Regions from separate parts of the Capsicum annuum genome. Here region 2 is linked to region 1. A link is a contact called in public Hi-C data. All regions are on one chromosome and are shown on one strand. Each heading gives the region's core, a stretch centred on a gene start, on an enhancer-like site or on the middle of the called end of the contact. The rest is flanking DNA. Distances are from core to core; before and after follow the strand shown. Region 1 overlaps LOC107870544. Region 2 holds the start of LOC107872377.

Region 1 (4,601 bases), core at 626-3,125:
TATTGAGGAAAAAACGATAATTATATGAGATTATGTGGGGGAATATGTAAACTATATTCCTTCTAAACAACAGTCTTAGCCTCTGTTAAGTTGAGTCGAGTAAAGTTGGTAAATACTCCTCATATGTCGATTGGCTGAGTAAACACATTTTCCTAGTTGGGAAACCATAAAGACTTATGGGTGAAATTATATGAAAAAATACATTTGGCTTCCATATATATACAATCGATCACATTCAGATGCAATTTGAAAGCCTCCTTCATATTCATGTTGACTCAAAGCCTAAATGTTTTTACTCCCTAATCATACACATAATTATGTGTTGTCTATGTGAAGCACCAACTCTCCATATAGCTTGCAATTTGTCATAGAAGGTACAAATGGATGCAACTGAAACATCATAAACAGTGACGGAAAGTTCCTTGGTTATCCTAATTGACTCAAAACACCCATAAAGCTTCGAAGTATAGCTATATTCAACAAGAACCTGCAAAGCATAACTATATTCCACCAAAAGAGGAAAAAACCAGCTACATTCTAAGTGGCACGCGAAGCGTGAAGCCTGAATATAACAAGAATGTCACTGTTCATACAATGGAAGAAACTAATCACTTAGAGCAGCAAAAGCAGTGGTAGCAACAACAGTACAGAGTTCTCATATCCCTTTCACCATAGAAAACTAATCTTGAATAGTTGTTTCAACCAGAAAGTCTGAGTTTCTGCTATGTGCCGATAAAGAATCCAAATATGCCACTAAGTAAAAGATACATATATGATATATATTCATGCCTTGGGTTTTTTATGTATATCTTCTCAAGGGAATGTAATTTGCATGAAGGAAAAACATTGTTTGTTTTATGTATTTTTCTCTATATTTGTGCATCTTTTTAATCACAAAGACGCCTGATTTTTGTTGTAGTACTATTCTGCTACTATTTGGTGTTTTTTCACTATCTATAGTCTCTTGTACTTTCATTACGTCTTTTTTCTAGACTTCTTTTTCTTGAGCCGAGGATCTATCGGAAAAAACCTTTCTACTACACTTCTGAGGCAGTAGACCTCTTTTCTTGAGCCTAGGGTCTACTGGAAATGGCCTTTCTACTACACCTCTGAGGAACTGGTAAGGTCTGCGTACACCCTACCCTCCCCAGACCCCTCTTGGTGGGATTACACTGGGTAGGTGGTTGTTGTTGTTCTTGTTGAGATGCCTGATTTATGAACAATTCTATCCAATGGAAAATAAACCTGGTATCTATTTTGGTTTCCTCAGATTAATGAGGACTATTTCAATGTTTTCTAGTATTTTACAAACTTGTTTTCCTGATCAATTTTTTATAATGTTTTCAAATTGTCCAAAGATGTTTTTTCTAATCTATTTAGAGTGCCTTTACTGAAGGATTTGGTATTTTGATTATAGTAATTACTCAGCATCTAATTCTATCACTGCTGCTTTTATTTCTGCTTGACATTTAAATTCAAAATTTTGACTGCCGCTTTTATTTCTGCTCGACATTTAAATTCTACATTTTGACTGAAATATATATGCATATATATTGTTGGCAATCAAAAGTTGAGGAAAATTTCATGCTTGCAAGATTTTAAACAAAACTAATGACTTTAGCATGTGTCTTTCGTTGACAACTGATTTGTTACATTACGTTCTGTCAATAATGCATCTACATACTCTGTGAGAAACAATCCATTTTTTGCTGCTCTTTAAAGGTTGAATCTCTGGGAATAAATAAGGCAATGATTGCATATGAATATGAGCCACATACATATAGAGCTAATATTCTTGAATTACCGGGGATAGTCATAGATAATGTGGTAGTTTACCTTAGAAGCAGTTTGAGATTTTGTTCAGTTTGCAGCATGTGGTATGATTTTTTCTTGAGTTCCTTTCTTAACCTTGGTCCCTGGGGGTGTCGGATCAGGTCGGGTCACATGGACCCGACCCAGATTTTGAAAATTCTAAGGTTGATAAGTTGTGGATATTCTTTATATAAAATGTTTATGTGAACCTCTTGGTTTCACTAATTTAGACTTCTTAATGTTCAAACCGGGTTACCATTTGCTGACATTTCGATATCAGCAAATAATTGCTCCAACGTCTCAATTTAGAGGGTCTGACCTCAACATTTTAGGTTTCTAAACATTAGCATATAGTTCTACACGACATAATGTCCTTCAGAAATCAACATCTAAGTTTGAATTATGATTAGCTTCGACCTTCAAGCATATAAGTCATCAGCAACAGGCTTTTGGATCATTTGTATGTTGATTCTTATCTTTTTCCCTTTACATGGTTGCAGTAGTCCTAGAAAAACAGCCTGAGAGCAATATTGGAAATGGAAAAGATACCGCGAAGAGAAGCTTCCATTGGTTACTACTCACAGTTGATGGGAGAAGCTTTTGACATCGACATTTTTTGTTCCTGACCTCTCATTATTTACTTCGAGTAAACGTTAGTTCACTTGTTTATGAACTCACATTGATTGTCTTAACAACAACATACCCATTGTATCCCACCGGCGAGGGTCTGGAAAAGGTAGGATGTATGCAGAATTTGATATTGTTATCTTATGCTTTACCTGTCAACTATCTATTATTTACTTCAGCTAAAGGTGTAAAAGTTTCATGAGGCTGCCTGCTTTGATACTGTCATTTAACATGTACCCACTTTTAAATATTTTTTACATATATTCCCACTTCAAACACATGGTGTCTGAAGTTAAGCACGCACTTGAAAAATCAAACCTCTTAGACATAGTGAGGCAAGTTCAGCCATATATGGTCTAGGCTGAACTTCATACACCGTACATCTAAAGTTGTCATGAAGTAGATATACATGCAAAAAATTGCAAAATTTTTTATTTTTTCGCAAATGCAATATATTACAACTTACTTTTCAATTAAAATCCATACACCTTTCCACATATTAGTTAAAACTACTCAATTCCATTGAAATGAGAATTCTAGTTAGGAAACCTATATCCAATCCAAGAGCATGCCTTCTTTTTTTAGGTGATTCCTTGTAATTTTCCAAAAAATTCCCTTTTCTCTTTCTTGTAGTTATCTTCTTCTTGTACGCTTAAGGCAATTATTAATTGTGTTTTTGTCATTTGCAGCCATAAATTTGAAAGGGCAAAGGGTTGAAATTCTGCCCTCGCATACAGCATCATGTGATTACCCCACAATTCTCTTACTAAAAAAAAATTATCCCATATAGTATTATTAGATTCAAAATTACAAATTTTTACAGCAATTTTAGATAATTGCATTAATGGTAATTTCATTACAAGTTATCGTAACTTATTAAAATATATATTATTTTTATTGTATTTTCAAAATTTGTTTTTTAATTATATAATTTAAAATCAGTTCCATATTTATAGGGTTGTAATCAATATTCTCCTTAAAGTGTGTATTGATAATTATGGTAAAATATATATATATATATATATATTATATTTTATTTAAAAGATTGCACACTTTTATCAGATAACTTTATTGAAGGAAAATGACTTTTAAATCTATTTAATTATCCGAAAAAAATTCGGAAGCACCTCTCTCTTTCTCCATTCAAATAATCTAAACTTCAAAACTTTATTCTCTTTCTTCATCCTAATACTCAACCTTTAAAACTTTATTGAAAGTTGATTCTTCATTAACGTACTCGAGAAAAAAAATGGGTTTCAGATAATATTCATCTTCTTTCCATAAAAATACAAAATTGATATATTTGTGTTTTTTATTCTCCATTGTTAATCATGTCTAAACCGAAATTGATTCTATTCCTTCGTGTAGAAGTCCTAGAATAATAAAAAATAGTAGCCTCATTCATCTTTCTAGACCCTTGTTTGATTTTAAGTTGTTTCACTCCATCTCCTCTATCGAAGTGTAAAAAAAGATTGTTGAAAGTGGGTCTTACAACAAGAATCAAAATCAATGCTTGCCCGATAAAATTGAAGTTCCGTTTGTTCATGAACAATCGAAGAAACTCAATTTGAACATGCATACTGAAAAAAATCTCAATAAAAAGGTTGAGATTCCTCAAGATAAGAAGAATCATTAGAGAAAAAATATGGTTAGTGAACAAGTGTCCGACTCCAATTTTGAGGATGAGATTTCATTATTCAAACTCAAAAAATTTAAGTGTGGAGGAGAAATACCTTCACGAGTAACAAGGACGAGGGCTAAAGTGAAAAATGCCAAGAATGTGTCCAACAAGAAATCTCAAAAAGTTTGCAAGGTATAATTTTTATTTTGTAAAAGTTTTTTTTAAAACATGTGTATGAAGTGTTTTATAAAAACTATAGGATTTCTTGATATTATAATACTGATTGCTGAATTTTTTTAAAAAAGTCATATAATTTTTTATATTGTTTTTACAGATTCTTTAAATTATTAATGCATGTACAATTTTTGTTTTATAATAATAGTTATTCTTTTGTTGGTAAAAAAATTTTGATTGTTGATTTTTTTTTTCAAAGTTTGTATAAATTATTTATATAAATTGTATGTTTTTTGTAATTTGAGTGTGTTTTCAAAAGATTGTAAGATTTCCTTGATACAGTATGTAATAACATATATTTCCTTGA
Region 2 (4,601 bases), core at 1,020-3,519, 150 kb after region 1:
AGTTTCATTTTACACATTGCATAACTGTTACTTTACAACCTTTGTCTCTCATTCATTTGTGCCTTAAAACCTATAGTTAGTGATGGTAGAATATGAATATAAGTTTCATGTAACTCTTGTAACTTTCACTCTTTATTCCTCCATTATTCTATTCTTTATATGGTGTAATCTTGTAAATCATGAAACCTCTAAGCCATTGATATTTCATCTATACTATCCCATTCCCTTTTCCTTTTTCATTGCATGTAAGAGTTTTTCACCTATAAATAGAGGTAGGTCTTACATGATTTTGTAATACAACACACAAGATAATAGAGAGTTAATAAAAGTTAGTAAAAAGAGAGTTCATTAGTTGAAGGGGGGTGTTCTTTTTTGTAGAGCTTAGAACTCAACTCTTGTCCAAAGTTGTTGAGTTATTCTCTGTGAGAAGACTGGTGTATCCTGGAAGGGACAAGTCAAGAAGATTACTGCTGGACCGTTGAAACATTTGATGCAGTGGGCTTGAATCTTCTTAAAGAGAGCAAGATATCCGTGCCTCAGCCGAAGAAGAAGAAGTTAGTTTTTTTTATTTTCTTCACTTGTAATTTTCAGTTGTATTTTTTATTGTAATTTTACCAACAATAAATACAAGCGCGAACTTTATAATCATAAATACAAATACAGTTGTATCAATGAATACAAATATATAAATAACGGTTTGACTACAAATACGATAAACAATTGTGGTATTTACGTTATCATTCATGACTTGTGCTCGAGTAGTCATATTTTTCAAAAATATAAAATAGAACAAAAGAAAGGATAAAGAAAATAAGTACAAAAAAGAGACCAAAAAAAATCAAAGAAAAGAAGAAAGAGAAATAGATGTTAGAGATACAAGAGAGAGAAACAAATAAAAAAAAGTAAAACTAGAAAAAACCAAAAAAAGAAGAAAAAACGAGGAAAACACGAAAAAGAAAAAAAAAAGAAAAAAGAAAAAATATAAGAAAAGAAAATATGTTAGTGTTTTTGTTGAGACTAAATATGTAGTGTATTTATATTTTTTATGAATACAGACCACTAAGTAAAAGTGAATACAACGGCTGTGAATAAAATACAGTGACTAAATAGGTATTGTATTTATATTTTATATGAATACAGACTATTGATAAAACCGAATACAACGAGCGTAAACTGAATACATCGATTATAAATGATAATTATGTAAAATATGACTATGAAAGGTGAGTTTTACATCAAACTGTCACTATTTCTGAAAGAACCCCATTATATTATGCATAGATTCCTTTGACTTTATCAGATCAAAATAAATAGATAGAATCAAATCAAACCAATATTTTCCATTCAAAACAAAAACAGTTGCCTTCATGTGTTATTGCTTTCTCCTTTTTTATACTTCTTCTTATATGATTGACTTTCTCTCGTGAAGAATATATTTCCCCAAAAATTATCCTAGTATATTCCATATTTAAAAAAATTAAAAGATTGCTTATGATTCATCTAGGGAAATCTTGACGTCATGTGACCGGGAGGTCAACACTTCAAATCGTGGAAACGGCGTCTTATAGAAATATAGGCGATGTGATCCGACCCTTCCCGTGACCTCACGGCGGGAGCTTAGTGCACCGGACTGCCCTTGCTAATAATTCATTTTGGAATTGTTTGTGATGTATTAGGGAATTTCAATTGAAGCTTTATATGATAATTAGCTTCCAAATTATCAGAATTAATAGCTTCTCTTTCTGTTTGTGAAAAAATAGCTAGGCCACGAGCAAAGGCAAAATAGCCAGTACCAGCAACAACATTCATAAACTCTCCCTTGTTGTCATTTGTCAAACTTTTAGCCTCAACACTAAGACTCCCACTAAATTCTTTTGAACTAAACGTAAGATAAATAATATTAAACGCTGAATTCGCGAAATCTTGAATGGGGATGATGAAACCTTGCACTTTCCCAACTACACGAGACGTGTTTTCCGGGCCTTCTGTAAGAAGGCGATGGAAAATTAAAGCGCTAAAGTCTGTTGGAGTTTTTTCGGGAGAAATATTGGAAACAGATACTCGAGGCTGTTGAATATAAAGAGATAAATCAACCCAAGGGGGACTTTTTGATTTGTTTCCCTGGGGTATTGGTGAGAATATTGCTAGGAGAATTACTGAAAGTATTGCTAGTAAAACTGCAGTGCAAAATATGATTCTTGCTATCATGATTATAACAAATTGGTTTGATGGTTTAATTTGGTCTTCAAAAGAAATTAAGTTGATTGAGGAATAAGATTTTTGAGGTATGATTATTTTGGGGAGGTTTCTTTTAAATACTGTTCCTTTTTAGGGAGTTTTGTTAAAATTTTAAAGGTTTGGTTTACTTAATCCATCTTTTGTTTTTTCCACCTAAACCACATAGGATGCCTGAGTTTTTTGTGCGTCATGGAATTAATTTAACATCCTAAAAATTGATCATGTCTTGATTGATAAATAGGAACTTGGTTAATTATATTTTCAATCAAATGATTCTACTTTCTTTTCGCATTGTTAATATGAGAATAGTGAAGATTTTAGCTGGATAATTGTGTCTTAGGAGCTATATGCATTACTAGACATCAGTCAATTTTCGATGGATATGTCCGTCAGAAATTCAACAAAAAATTGAGTTTTCTGATGATTGTTGTTTTAATAGATTTTGACGGAACGTCAATCGATAATTGACTGATTTTTGAAGTAAATTAGAATTCATGATATTATGATTTGTGTTGTGTGCTCTTGATCTCAAATTTATCAGCATAACTTGTATTCAAATCAAACGACCCTAAGCTATTCAATTTTTATCCTTCAAACCTGGGGTGAATGAGATTTTTGAAGCAACAGTAATTAAAGTTATTTATGTGAGACCTATCTATCACAAATTTCACGAGTCATGAAATCAATCGTTAATGCTTTTATCGAGATAGATATGAAAGTATATCACACCCTTTTGGAATACAACCTTTCCTCGAACCCTGTGCGACCACATAATATTAATTTCCTACATCAAACCTATGGTAAAGTATCTGGAGAAAAGATTAAAAAAAAAAAAAACACCAACCTAATCACAACCAATTAACCAATACCAAACTTTTAGAAGAGGAAACATGGCTTCCATCATGACTCAACCAAATTGGCGTAGTGGGTAAAGATTACATAGCATGATCAAATAAAACACATATATGAACATTGCACATGTCATATGGGAGCAACTCACAAATGAAAGAAACAACAATTTACAAAAATATCCACCAACATTTCTTCATGTTTGAAAGCATTCATTTCGTCCATTATGTGTCATATGCATGCCTCTAAATTGTAAGCAAGTCAAGGTGAAGACATTTTATTTCATTTTCTTCATGACACCAAGGTTACTTTTTGGTCCCTATTGAAGTAGAAATTGTACAAAATAACAAAAAGAAAAAGACACTGATTTTCTCCCTCGTGAACCTCTTTTTTCTTACTACCAATTACAATGGGACAGATTACATGAACATTTGACACATGATACGGTGATTGCAACTTGCTAGCTCCAGATCGAGCACTGGAAATATCAATAAATATGGATCTTAAATATTAGCATAGTTTGTTATGTAGCATAGTTCGAAGAAAAATACTTTCTAAGAAAATAAGTGAATTTATCTTTTGATGTGTTTGATATGCAAGTAAAAAATATTATTATAAAGATATTAGTATATAATTTAAATAAATTCTATAAAAATGGAGATGGAAAGTAAGGGTGAGGGGTGGGATCGGGGCTAATAACAAGGTGGGATGAAGATGAGGTGTGTTGAAGGATGGAGAGGATACGATCAATATGAAATGCTACTATTCGAACTTGTTTTTTCTACTTTCACTACTTAGGAAAGTCATTGAATTTATTTCTAAAAAGATTATTTTCCTGGTAAAAATATTTTTTAAAACTTTTGGCTAATCAAACATTTAAAAAAAAAAATCTGGAAAAAATTTTCCTCCGTACCAAACACACCTTTTAAGTCGATCAGATTTTACTCGTTTGTTTCCGGAGTATAAAATTAAGGCAATTAACCAATTATACGTATATATAAAGTATAAACAATGAAACAACTTTGAAAAATATATTCACATGATTGCACCTACTATTCAACTGGACTAGGGTGCATCTTTACTACGCTTCATGATTAATACTTTCGTCGTTTTAATTTATGTGAAAATGTTTAATTGTGTGTAAAAATATGTACAAATGAAAGAAACTTTTTAAAATTTGTGGTTAATATAAGTGAAATATATTTATATGACTATAAGTCATCTCATTAAGAGTAAAATAGAAAGTGTAAAGTTAATATTTTACTAAATATAGAAAAATATCTTTTTTTTTTTCGAAATTAACTAAAAAGGAAAGCATGTTTTATAAATTGAACCCGATAAAATACATATTATTTTAAAGAGTTTAACTTCGATAATTTTTATATGTTGACAAATTAAGTAAAAAAAAAAAATCTACATTGTCAGGTCACTAATATATAATTACGAGTAATCATTGTAATAATTGAAATTAGTAACTTGGATACTGTAATGAAAAATTCACCATATTAATACAA

Evidence for each region. Hi-C and Micro-C count contacts between places; a contact is called where the count stands out from the background.
Region 2: a contact with region 1 is called in a Hi-C map of leaf, with 2.5 times the contacts expected there. The contact joins the promoter of LOC107872377 here to the enhancer-like site in region 1. A contact is called at or near these places in 2 of 5 Hi-C or Micro-C datasets (leaf and placenta).

What each region holds. Positions count from the first base shown.
Region 1 is chr5:28,960,741-28,965,341 of UCD10Xv1.1, forward strand. It overlaps LOC107870544, which reads left to right. Exons shown (of 3, transcript XM_016717105.2): 3 at 2,316-2,641. Among protein-coding and RNA genes, the nearest start is that of LOC107870544, 13 kb to the left of the region's middle. Within about 2 kb of position 1,876, at least 1 of the 5 cell types and tissues checked has an H3K27ac peak or open chromatin away from gene starts, as enhancers often do. A contact at or near this core is called in leaf, where this site is marked.
Region 2 is chr5:29,111,791-29,116,391 of UCD10Xv1.1, forward strand. It overlaps LOC107872377, which reads right to left and starts at 2,270. Exons shown (of 1, transcript XM_016719114.2): 1 at 1,159-2,270. The coding sequence starts at 2,208. The coding sequence ends at 1,648.